Linked DNA regions of Mus musculus: all the other regions are linked to region 3. The links are chromatin contacts, called in public HiChIP or PLAC-seq maps. All regions are on one chromosome and are shown on one strand. Each heading gives the region's core, a stretch centred on a gene start, on an enhancer-like site or on the middle of the called end of the contact. The rest is flanking DNA. Distances are from core to core; before and after follow the strand shown. Region 1 overlaps Gm38809 (a long non-coding RNA gene). Region 2 overlaps Gm31686 (a long non-coding RNA gene). Region 3 overlaps Gm32328 (a long non-coding RNA gene).

Evidence for each region. HiChIP or PLAC-seq counts read pairs in DNA pulled down with a chosen protein or histone mark.
Region 1: a contact with region 3 is called in an H3K4me3 HiChIP or PLAC-seq map of pro-B cells, with 3 times the contacts expected there. The contact joins two enhancer-like sites. A contact is called at or near these places in 1 of 484 Hi-C or Micro-C datasets (liver), 5 of 115 datasets of contacts at active chromatin or transcription factors (the 230-238 cell line, bone marrow-derived macrophages, embryonic stem cells and 2 more) and 2 of 9 other capture datasets (embryonic stem cells and embryonic trunk).
Region 2: an H3K4me3 HiChIP or PLAC-seq map of pro-B cells shows a contact between it and region 3, with 5 times the contacts expected there. The contact joins two enhancer-like sites. A contact is called at or near these places in 2 of 15 datasets of contacts at CTCF or cohesin (large pre-B cells and pro-B cells), 5 of 115 datasets of contacts at active chromatin or transcription factors (bone marrow-derived macrophages, embryonic stem cells, fibro-adipogenic progenitors and 2 more) and 1 of 9 other capture datasets (embryonic tail).

What each region holds. Positions count from the first base shown.
Region 1 is chr6:50,978,436-50,982,215 of GRCm38.p6, reverse strand. The region is part of intron 2 of Gm38809 (a long non-coding RNA gene); the gene reads left to right. Among named protein-coding and RNA genes, the nearest start is that of Gm38809, 9.9 kb to the left of the region's middle. RefSeq lists an enhancer at 1-1,145. Within about 2 kb of position 1,640, at least 48 of the 459 cell types and tissues checked have an H3K27ac peak or open chromatin away from gene starts, as enhancers often do. A contact at or near this core is called in pro-B cells, where this site is marked.
Region 2 is chr6:50,937,199-50,940,818 of GRCm38.p6, reverse strand. It overlaps Gm31686 (a long non-coding RNA gene), which reads left to right. Exons shown (of 4, transcript XR_377658.3): 3 at 1,853-2,099. Among named protein-coding and RNA genes, the nearest start is that of Gm31686, 5.4 kb to the left of the region's middle. Within about 2 kb of position 1,263, at least 17 of the 459 cell types and tissues checked have an H3K27ac peak or open chromatin away from gene starts, as enhancers often do. A contact at or near this core is called in pro-B cells, where this site is marked.
Region 3 is chr6:51,122,933-51,126,584 of GRCm38.p6, reverse strand. Gm32328 (a long non-coding RNA gene) reads left to right here. Exons shown (of 4, transcript XR_377663.2): 4 at 768-1,838. Among named protein-coding and RNA genes, the nearest start is that of Gm32246, 17 kb to the left of the region's middle. Within about 2 kb of position 1,929, at least 5 of the 459 cell types and tissues checked have an H3K27ac peak or open chromatin away from gene starts, as enhancers often do. A contact at or near this core is called in pro-B cells, where this site is marked.

The DNA.
Region 1 (3,780 bases), core at 391-2,890, 140 kb after region 3:
GATCTAACCCTGCAGATTTCTAAGCCTGCTTGTGGGCGACAAGGCACAGACCCAAACGGAAAGCAGTGCAGAACCCTCGGGGAGAGGTAGACACAGTGGAGGCCAGTGCACCAATTAGGGGAGAAGCGAAACAGATGACGCCTGACATGGGCTGGAGAAAGAGGAGAGGTTTCAAATACACATTGAATTCTGTTTTCTCCAAAGGTCAGCTTTAATCAAGTTCCCATGTAAATATTACCAATATAAACCAAGTAATGGAGGTTAAATGGCTGCGCTTGAGGTCACTGACTCTTGGTCAAGCTGGAAGATTTCACATGAAATGGACCAGTTGTAATATACCTGGAGGGCCTCAGGCCCAGCCATGAAACTTGAGCCCCCTGCCTCCTCTAGCTGTCAGATGGAGTGTAGAGTGAAAGAAAGAGGGGGGCAGGGCAAACACCAGATGCATAGGGGCCCTGAGGATTTTCTAAACACATTAAGCTTAGACTCTCTGTGGCTGAGAGTAAATGGGCAATCTCATGTATGTTTGACATATATGTTAGTACTTCTTGTTTGTTGATGTCATTATGAAGGGACACCTAACAGTCCTAAGAGGATTCCCCCCTCCTTGGTTCTATGGGTCTTTGATGCATTCTTTGCAGAAGTGCTGCAAGATCTTGCTTTAGAGGCAGAGCCTCTGTGCCCAACTAGAGGAGAGCCAGGCCTGCAGGGCTCTATTCCTAATGTATAGGGGAGGAAACTGAGGTAGAAAGGTCAGATAATTTGCCTACGGCTGCAGGGTTGTAGGATGGGACTTGAATTCAGATCTGACATCAGTCCATGTCTTTAAGCACACAATTCAAATCATTTCCCTAACTGGCATCCTTAAACTGGCATCTTCTCACACCGGCTTAATCTCAGTTGTTTTCAACTGGCTTCTAAGTAAATGCAGCTTGCCATCTAAATGCCAGAGTCGCTTCTTTGGAAGATGGTCTTCTAATCAGAGATGTGGACAGATTCCCACATATTTTAAGCCTAGAGATAAACCCATGTGCAGAGCACACACACACACCATGGAGAGTGGGAAGGATGTTGGGCCAGCTCCTAAGAGTAGCAAGGGAGCCTTCCAGCAGCTACTGCTCACTAGTTCTAGGAGCTTCACTGCTGCCCCAGAAACTGTCTTGCTCGCTCTTGAACCAACCGCATGATGGGGCAGAGTGAGACTCAGTCAGGGTTTGCTTTGATGCCTTCTTCTCTGCTTCCACAGGAAATGGCCTGAGAACCCAAGGCTTCTGAAATGCTCTGCCTGTCATCTTTATGGGAACACCAGACCATAAAGTGCAGAGAGATGTGTGCAGATAACTGTGCTATCGTTTTCAAGGCAAAAAGGCTTAGTAGGGCAGAACCATGACACTGATATACAAAAGCACAAGCCTAAAGAAGCTGTGCTCATCCAGTTCCACTTTCCTGGGACTGTGGATGGAAAACACGCGCTTCACTAGAGAGAGAAGTTGATGGTGTCCCCGGGAAGCCTTGTGCCTTCAGATCTTCTGGAGCAGTTGTCTCTAAACTTCCATTCTGCAACAGGCAGGGTTTGCATGCCTGAATAACTCAACACCAGAAGTGAGAGCAGTTCATGACTCATATGTGTCCTGCACGCATCAGGGACGAAAGATGAGCAATCATGTGTGCAATGTACAGGGGATGGAGACCTAAGTAGGTCCTGGTGTGATGTTTTGGGGAAATGGTTGGAAGGATGCCCTGGGTAAGAACTGAAGGTGGACCAGCGGCTCAGAGGAAAACAGAGTAGAGAATAACTCAGAGTGAGATGAGAGGATCTCCGTGGGCTGGAGAGGTGACTCAGTGTGCTACAATGATTGCCAGCAAGCCTGACAACTCCAGTTAGAGTCCCCAAGATTCACACTGTAGAATAATAGAACAAATACCTGCAAGTTATTGTCTGACCTCCACATGAAAGTCAGATGTATGTTGCAGCCGTGCATGTGCACATTCACACAAAATAAGTAGGCAAACGCAAAAATAAAGGAACTTCCTTTGTGGAAGGTGGAGGCATTTGCTTTACCCCTCTGGCTCTCAAGCCACAAGTGAATAATAAATGAAAATGGCCTGGTCAGGCATGGTGGCCTACGTGGGAGGCAGGACTGTTGCTATGAGTTTAGGACTACCCTGATGTATATAGATTGAGACTCTTGCTTCACAAAACAAAACCAGAAAACCCAAAATAGCTCAGAGAAGCAGCATGAGGGGCTAAAGTTAGACAGCTGGCAGCTGTTCCTGTAGAAGACTGATCTACACAGACTCTTTAGTTCTGGTTCAAATTACAGTCAAAGATGAGAGATGGCAATGTGAGATCTTTTCAGGAGAAGAGACAGAAGAGAATGGGTCCTGTGCTTACTAAGGACACCAGAATTCCACAGGATTGTCCTTTATTATTAGCTTCTGTGAGCTTTGCTAAGTCACTTCACACTCCTCCTCCATAAAATTTATTTTCCTCCTCCATAAAAACTGGTACACTGATTCAGAAAATACCTGTTTATCAAATGCCCTGTAGTAATGATTAATATCACATATTTCATTCTCAAGATGTCTTGGTTTAGAGCACATGTTATGTGGTTGCCTCTCTCACAACAGTTACCATAACAATCTGATGTGAGCTCAGCTAATGTTGTTTTTCTCAGTACTGTGTAGACAGAAAGAGCCAAACAACCAGCTCCTTTTCTTTAAGAAAACAATAGAAAAAAAAAGCTCTAATTTCTTGAGTTGACCACATATTTGGTCTTCTCCCTGGGTGCTTTCCAAGTATTAGCTGATGCGACGTGCACGAACATTCTCAAGTCAGAGACAGCTCTTATACCACTGGGAGCACTGAGTCTCAAGAGGAGAAGGGCATGTGGCCTGTTTAGATCTGAACCCAGGTCTCTCGATCTTGAAGTCACTTTTCAGCTTCCTGTGATGCTGTGGTTTGGATAACACATTTTATCAACAGTCAGAGCACCAGCCCACCAAGGGCATGGTCTGGTTTTAGCCATGGTCTGGTTTTAGCCATGGTCTGGTTTTTTTGTTTTTTTGTTTTTCTTGGCTGAGAAAGCATTAACCCTATAAATCCTAAACCACATGACACTGGTGTATTCAGATGAAATACCTTCCAAACTTGAGATGATTTTCCACCAGTAACTTTTTCTTTCTTTCCTACAAAAAAAAAAAAAAAAAAAAAAACTCTAGACATGTGGACCACCATTGTCTCTGGCACTCTAAAGGTTAATATTTACTACAAAAGGCAGACCTAGAGATTACTGGGACATCATGATTCTGATTAAATCACAAGGGTGCTGTTACCCCCCCGCACAGCAGCCGGCTCAGGGATAAAAACCATCCAGCACTCTGAGGTCACACTCAGAACACAGGAAGGGCTGGAACAAAGTGAAGGATCTGAGTGCAAGGCGTAAACAACTAAGCAGGGTTGCAAAGGAGACCAGAAAGGAGCTGTCTGGGATCTGCTTCTGCTTTTGTGACTTTCAGGGCAAGGCTTGAGGCCTCTTAGATTTTCAAAGAAAAGTAACCAGAAAGGAAAGAAGAACAGCTGGATACAGCAAGGACATCAGTTGGATCAGACTGTCACCAAGCACTGGGCATGAACTGGTGGGGTGGTCAGGCACTGTGGACAAGTGCCTTTCGTTTAATTGTTTTTTTTCTTAAACATTTTCTCCTCCTCTTCCTCTTCCTCTTCCTTCTCCCTCCTCCTCTTCCTCCTTTCCCTCCTCTCCCTCTTCTTCCTCTTCC
Region 2 (3,620 bases), core at 14-2,513, 190 kb after region 3:
AAGCTCTGCCCAGGCACACTCAAGCTACTTGCTGCTCCCTTTTCTATAATCCTTATTTCTTGAAAGTGCCTACACAGCTCATGCAGTTAAAAAAAAAAACCTCCATTCCAAAGCCATCATTCTTAAAAGGCAACATCTTCTTTTGTATATTCTGTGAGCAGAATTATTCATCAGCATAGAACTATCATCCTCAAGGTACCAAGGAGCAATCGACCTTCAGTGCCTTACCTGGCCTTTTACATAAGGAATATAAGAGTAAAATGACTGTTCAATTTCTCAGCAAAAGTCATTAAAAACATATATACCTTTTGACTTTGCAATTCTGCTTCTAGGAACTTATCTCAAAAAAAAACCCATATTAACCAAATAGCCAATATCATTTAAGATAATTTCCATTAGCTTGCCTAGAGAGATGGCTCAGAGGTTAAGAGTTCTTCCTGGGGTCCTAGCTCTGCTGTCACAGGCAGCTCATGACTGCTTAGAGCTTTAGCTGCAGGGGATCTGACGCCCTCTACTGGCCTCTGAGAGCACATGCATGCCCATGTGTAGACACAGACAGACAACACATACCTGTACACAGTAAAACACATCTTTAAAAGATCACACATGGCTTAATGCAATCATTATTTATTCTTAACTTAGGATGCTGTTCAAGGTGAAAGGTTAACTTCCATATGTAATTTAAGGACCCAAATCACTCTATCTTGTAATTGTGATATGAATATCAAAATCCTCCCTGACGAATGAGGAGAGAGCAAAGAGAAACAGCTGAGTTCACTAAGGATGTTGCTCATACAATTATGACTATCTTTTTATTTATTTATTTTTTTGCCAGAAGCTGGTGTAGTGGCCACAGAAACTGCAAAGGGTGCTTTGAAGTATTATGTTCAATTTTGCTTAATCGATGGCTTATTCCCAGATTATCTGAATAGAGAACATACACCCATAAACGTGACACTTATACAGCCATTAAAGAGGTTGTTCTCCCTGCCAGCTAGCTTTCATAGTCCAGACAGTTCTACGCAGGCTGTTAGGGGAAAGATCATCCAAGCTCTTACCCAGATGTGAAACCTACAAACTACAAGATCAACCTGCCTGGCAAGATGTGCAATTATGGAATTCCTATTATAGGGGTAGCCAAGCACTCTCTAATTGGACTTAAAACCTGCTCCACAAGAGGGAGCCCATGCCTGGAAGCCTGGTCAGAAACCTGTGCCCTGGAGGGGAACTGAAGACTTTGTTTAGCTGAACTGACTTTCGTGTCATGCACAAGGCACTAGTTTTAACCCCAGCCTGGGAGAAGGAGGGGGTGGCTTTGTACACACCTGCAACCCCAGTTCTTCATCAGTCCAGGCTTACATAGCCAGATCCAATCTTAAAGACAAGAAGTGTCACAGGAAAGTAGTGCATGACAGAGTACAATTACTCTGGTGATAAAAACTCTGTAAGACACAGACAGTATATCATTTCAGTATATAATCAATACAAATTAAAATAATAAAATATATGTTTCATATTTTATTGTTCTCTCTATGTGATGTCTTTAGAATCTGCATGAATTTCTCAGGATGGTATTGTTTGACCTGCCACAGTAAATGCACGTAGCCAGTAGGTATTGAATGGGCAGCAGTATGTTAGAGTGTGAGAGGGGTCCCAGTGTAGGGGATGCAGCAGTGTGAGGGAGATAGGAGGAGGACATTGTCTAAGATACACGCGGTGTTTCAAAATGCCACTGAGACCGGTCTTCACATCTAACACTGTTTGCCATGTTCATTTCCATGCTGGCCACCAGGGGTCACTAGAGAGGAAGAAGTGAATTTTTTTTCTTTTTCTTTTCTTTTTTTTTCCTAAGGAAATGCTACAGCAGAGGCCTGAAGAACGTATTCACAAGTACAGATGCTCCTCGGTTTACAACGGGACTATGTCCCCAACAAAACCATTGTAAGCTGAAAATACCATGAATCAAAATTACACGTGTACACGAAACTATGAAATACCAGTAGGCAAGATCCACCAACATGTTGTCGAGTTTATGATAACTATATTATAGTTCGTGAGATGGACTCAGTACTGGATCATAAATAAAATACAGGCCTGTGGTAAGCATACACTTCATAAATTGTTTACATTTGTAAGTTTAAACTAGCATATATTGAACTCCGTATTTGGGGTGGGGGTTGGAATGAATGTATGTTGGACTGCTAGAAAATGAAAAATGAAACAGCAAGACGAACATTGGGATCAAATTCAGAAGTGACTCTAAGTTCTAGAGTGTGCTCTGTGAACCAGAAGAGTGACAGCTACTCAGTGTCTGGGACAGAGATGTGTACTCAGTGCCACCTTAGTCTGTGATAGTCAGTAATATAGTACCCATTTCACAGATGAGGACATGGAGGCACAGAGATCTATGGTACATTGCAAAACATGGATTGTGCCTGTCCTACCTGTATGAAGTTTCACTGCGTGGGTAGAATGACCCTGAGCATGGAACGTGTGGGATATTCTACCTTAGAGCAGTCACCATAGATGCCCTGAGAAGAAGTGGCGGAGAGTAGCTAGGTCAAACCTTAATCAGAGAAAGGAGGTGATTAGACTCACACTAACCAAGAGGTGTTTTGGAAATACCAGCCTTCCCTGGTTCATCTGTCAGGATGAGTTTGAGTTAGGAAGAATCTGTAAGAAAACCACGTAATATTCCAAGGACAGATGTCAGTGGCAAAATGGCCAAAGGATTTTAGAAGCAGAGCAGGCATTGTGGCCACATCCCTGCTTTATGGAAGATGTGCCATGCTCACATGAATGATGTGCCTCACACTAAACCTTGGCACTCGACTGGGACTTTTAACTTCCCCATTCATTGGCTTTTCCACAATTAACCAATTAAAAATTCTGGAGCCATAGATATTTGGGCTGGAACTGAAGTCAGCTAGAAAAAAAAATCCCCACACAATACTACCTCTGTTTTGTACAAATAATGCCTGTCCCATTTCTCGATTGCTCCCATAAACAGTCATCTCATTTGTCCTTGACCATGGCGCCATCCTCCCTCCCTCACAAGAAGGAAGGTAGACTGAACTAATCCTCATTATTTAGGTAAACTGAGACACGAGGGAATGGGGCTCATTTCTGAGTCAAATACTCACATCCATCTCTTACATTTTTGAAATCAAAGTTTATTTTGATATAAAAAAATAAGTAAAAGTTAACACGGGTACTAAACTTAAAAAAAAAAATCAAACTCCTCAATAGAGTTTTTTGGAGAGAAAGAGCTTTACAAACATGTCATTATTTAAATTAGAAGTCAGGGTTTATCTGAGATACATCAAAAGGAAGAGTGCCCTGCAATAAGTGGGAAATAGTGTATTTTCACTTGTTCTGTTTGTATATGGCGACTGCACGTCTATCTTGCTTAGTAGGTACACCAAGGGACTGTTTTTACCTGTGCAAACAGCACAAAGCAAAGGAACAGGCAAGGTGGGTTTCCTGCCTGCATAGCACCACCAGGGGGCGCAGAAAGCACCAGCTGTTGTAAAAGAAAATAGACACCAGGTGGCGCCACTCCGCCATTTTCCTTCAGTCTGGTTTTAATGTAGTGTTTTATTTCTTTGTTTAGCAGTGAA
Region 3 (3,652 bases), core at 680-3,179:
TGTAACCTGGTCCAGGCTAGCCTTGAAATTGCTCCATAGCTTGAGCTGCTCTTCAATTTACATGATCCTTTTGCCCCAGCCTCCTGAGGTAACACTGAAGCACAAGAAAAGAAACTAGGGTTTTTGTTTTTCTGTTTTTTTTTTTTAAACACATTAGTAAACTTGAAAAATCAGGCATAATGCAATGAAGTGGGCATTTAGGGAAATTAGTTTTGGGGCAGTTAATGTTTAGCAGACTGATCGTTAGTTTATGAGCTGATGGTCTGTTACTACTTAGTGCCAACTCACTCACCAGGATGACAGGGTACACCCTATAGTCTTGTGCCTATAGTCTGCGGCAGGGCAAATTGCCTTTAAGTGCATTGGTCTCTCAGGAGCAACCCAGGGACCTGCCTGGGTCACGTGACAGAGACGCTCAATGAGTCTCCACAAGACAGCTTGGTGGCTACAATGCTTATGAGTGAGCATGTTTAGCATGCAAACCCAATTCCGACTCCAGGTTTTATGGTCTTTCCTCTGTCTCCTTCCACCTCATCAGAATATCAGCATGCGAGCATTAACATTCCTGTAAATATTTTTATGGAAACAGCTATCAAGTCTGAGCTCTGAAGTCTTGTAAGGGCTTCCTGGGCTGCTTTAGTAGAATCATATTTATGTACTTCATTCCTCACAAACTTCATGTGAGGAAGGCTGAAGAAAAAAAAAAAACTACTCCACCCCCGAGACCCCAAAGCAACCAACCTGCCCTTTGTCCCCATGTGTAACAGGTGCTGTTAAATGACTGTAGACTCACAGTTGATAAAAAGGAACATAGAAGGCTTCAACGACAACACCCACCTCCGAAAAGTAACAGCCCAGACAGAAAGCCATTGAAGAGAACTCTTGAGAATTGTGATAAAAATCCTGCAGTGTAACTCTCCATTATTGATGGCTTCTGGTAGGGGTGTGAATGGGGAAGGACTCAGTTTTCTTTAAGGGGCTGGCCCTTGGGAATTTGACCATGCTCCATTGAGAGTATATAGGCAACACAAAGTGGCCATTTTTCTTCTTTTTTCTTTTGAGGGGGGTCACAAAGGTGAGGAGGGTGAACTTGGGAGGACTGGGAATGAGTGTGATCAGGGTGCATGATGTGAAATTCCCAAATAATCAATAACCAATGAAAATATCCTGACACCGTAATACAGGAATCGAGAGATGGGCTGGGCCATACCATTCCGCTCCATCCAGCCTTACAAATCTTATGTCCACTTGATATGGGGAGATATCTATCCACTATTTGTCAGACAGATGACTTGAGCATACTGCACCCCACGGGAATGGCTGCCATAGTCCCTGCTCTTTCAGACCCACCACCCTCTGTAGACTTTGCTACTCTTTCCTATAAGTTCATTCTGTCCTTTTCCAAGACTATCCCTCCAGTGTGCTCAGGCCAGATCCTCACATAGCAGAGGCTTGGCTGTGCTGTGAGGGCACAAGTCAACAAACTTGGTTGGATCTGCACAGTCCACAGATAGCGGCCAGTAGACACAGTTGACAGAGAATTTCACCGGGGCACAAGGTAAGGGCCAAAACCGTTTCTACTGAGTATCTCATCCCAGGAAATGGGGGGCTCTGACCTCACTCTGTGGTGAGGACACCGATGAAGGACTGCTGTAAGCTCGGTCCTCTCCTGGGCATTCTCCATCTCACGCCCACTCCACACGCTCAGCTGTAGGTCTCTCCTTTCCCTCCCCATAAAACTTTTAATAAAAGATGACGTTCTTAAAACAAAGGCTATTTTCTTCAAAATCCTTTTTGGTGGCCATCTAATAGTTTTTTTTTAAATATATAATAAAAACAGGCTGTTAACACTAGAGACGTTCTTTAGGCAGGACTTGCACTTAGTGGGCACCCTGGGGACTCACCCAGACTGCAGGGCTGTAGAGAGGTCTGTGGCTGGAAGCTGCTGTGCTCTGCAGCTGCGGAAATTTGTTTTTTAAACAGTTTTTATGGAGTTATAACAGGACTCAGCCCTGCGACCAAAGGCTAATGCATTCTGGTGAGATTTTAACTCCCCCTTTCCAACATCATCTTTGTCAAGGGTCAAGAGAATGTGTGAAGTATGGTGTCCTAGGCCAACATCTTTCTTTGACATTTTTTATCTTCAAAAGAGCAGAATTGCTCTTAATTGTATGTATTTTCTTTACATTACATGCATATATGGACAAGACTAGTTACCCTAAACTAGGCAATACATTTACCTGCACTAACTTGTTAATGTAGTCAGCCTGCAGCTGCCTGCAACAGACTGAATACATTGTTTTGCTTTTCAAGCTGTCATGATGGGCACAGCTCTATTTTAAAGCATTTTCACTTTCTAATTGATTTTAGCTTCACACTAATATTTTTTTTTTTAAAAAAGAAGGCTCTTATATTGTTCTACATAAAAGGTAAAGGAAAAAAAAGAAGGTTCTTGCTCAAAATAAAGTGTCAAGGAAAATGTCAAAGATTAAAATTTATCTTAAGGGGTTTGCAACCCTATAGGAAGAACAATATCAACCAACCAGAACTCCTGGAGCTCCTAGGGACTAAAACACCAACCAAGGAGTACACAGGGCTCCAGCTGCATATGTAGCAGAGGATGACCTTGTCATGCATCAATGGGAGGAGAGGTCCTTGGTCCTATGAAGGCTCGATAGATGCCCCAGTGTAGGGGAATCGAGGGTGGGGAGGTGGGAGTGGGTGGGTGGGTAGAGAAACACCCTTATAGAACTAGGGGGATGGGATAGGGGTTTTTTGGAAGGAAACTAGGTAAGGGGGTGACACTTGAAATGTAAATAGATTTAAACATAAATAAATAAAAAGAAAAAAATCTAAATTTATTCTTAACAGTCGAAAAAAAAACTCATCTTAAATCATCTTATCATCTTGCTTCTTTTACTCAAAGATAGCAAGTTATTTAGAAAGTTATGTTGCTAGCTCTCTCTCTCTCTCTCTCTCTCTCTCTCTCTCTCTCTCTCTCTGTGTGTGTGTGTGTGTGTGGTGTGTTTGTGTGTGTACTCTGTGTAGTTGTTTGGCCATGCATTATAATTTAAAATTAAAAAAGGAAGTATTATTTCTCTCTCTCTCTCTCTCTCTCTCTTTTTTTTTTGCATCGTGCAAGGTATATTTTGCAAAGAAATCTGGAAAACTATGTGTTTGCATTGAAAGTAGACAAACAGGCATGCCCAGCAAGCCTCCAAAGTACTAGTTCAACCCAAGGAAACAGTTGCTTTGAGGTTTGGGGAGGATAGAGGGGAGAGCAGAAGAATCTTTTAAAACAAGGAGCTGACTTAGGGGGAATGAACACGGCTCCTGTCAGGAGTCTTCACGATGACCCACAGGCAGCTGAGGAGCAGGGATGTGAAGGGTGTTGAAAGAGGAAATGACTGTGATGCAGATAAACGTGCTAAGAGCCAAGGCTGGAGCCATTAAAGGTCAAGGACAAGTGCTCTGGAAGTAATAGATGCACTGTGGGGGATTTGCACAGCTCAGCTACCGAGCACTAGCCACAGGCTTCAAGACAGCTTGGTCCAGGAAAACAGGAGAAAGAAACCTTGCCGCTTGTTAATGTCACCAAGAAATGCTGGAGCTGAGGGCACATTTGTCACATGATTGGGGCATCCTGTGCTAT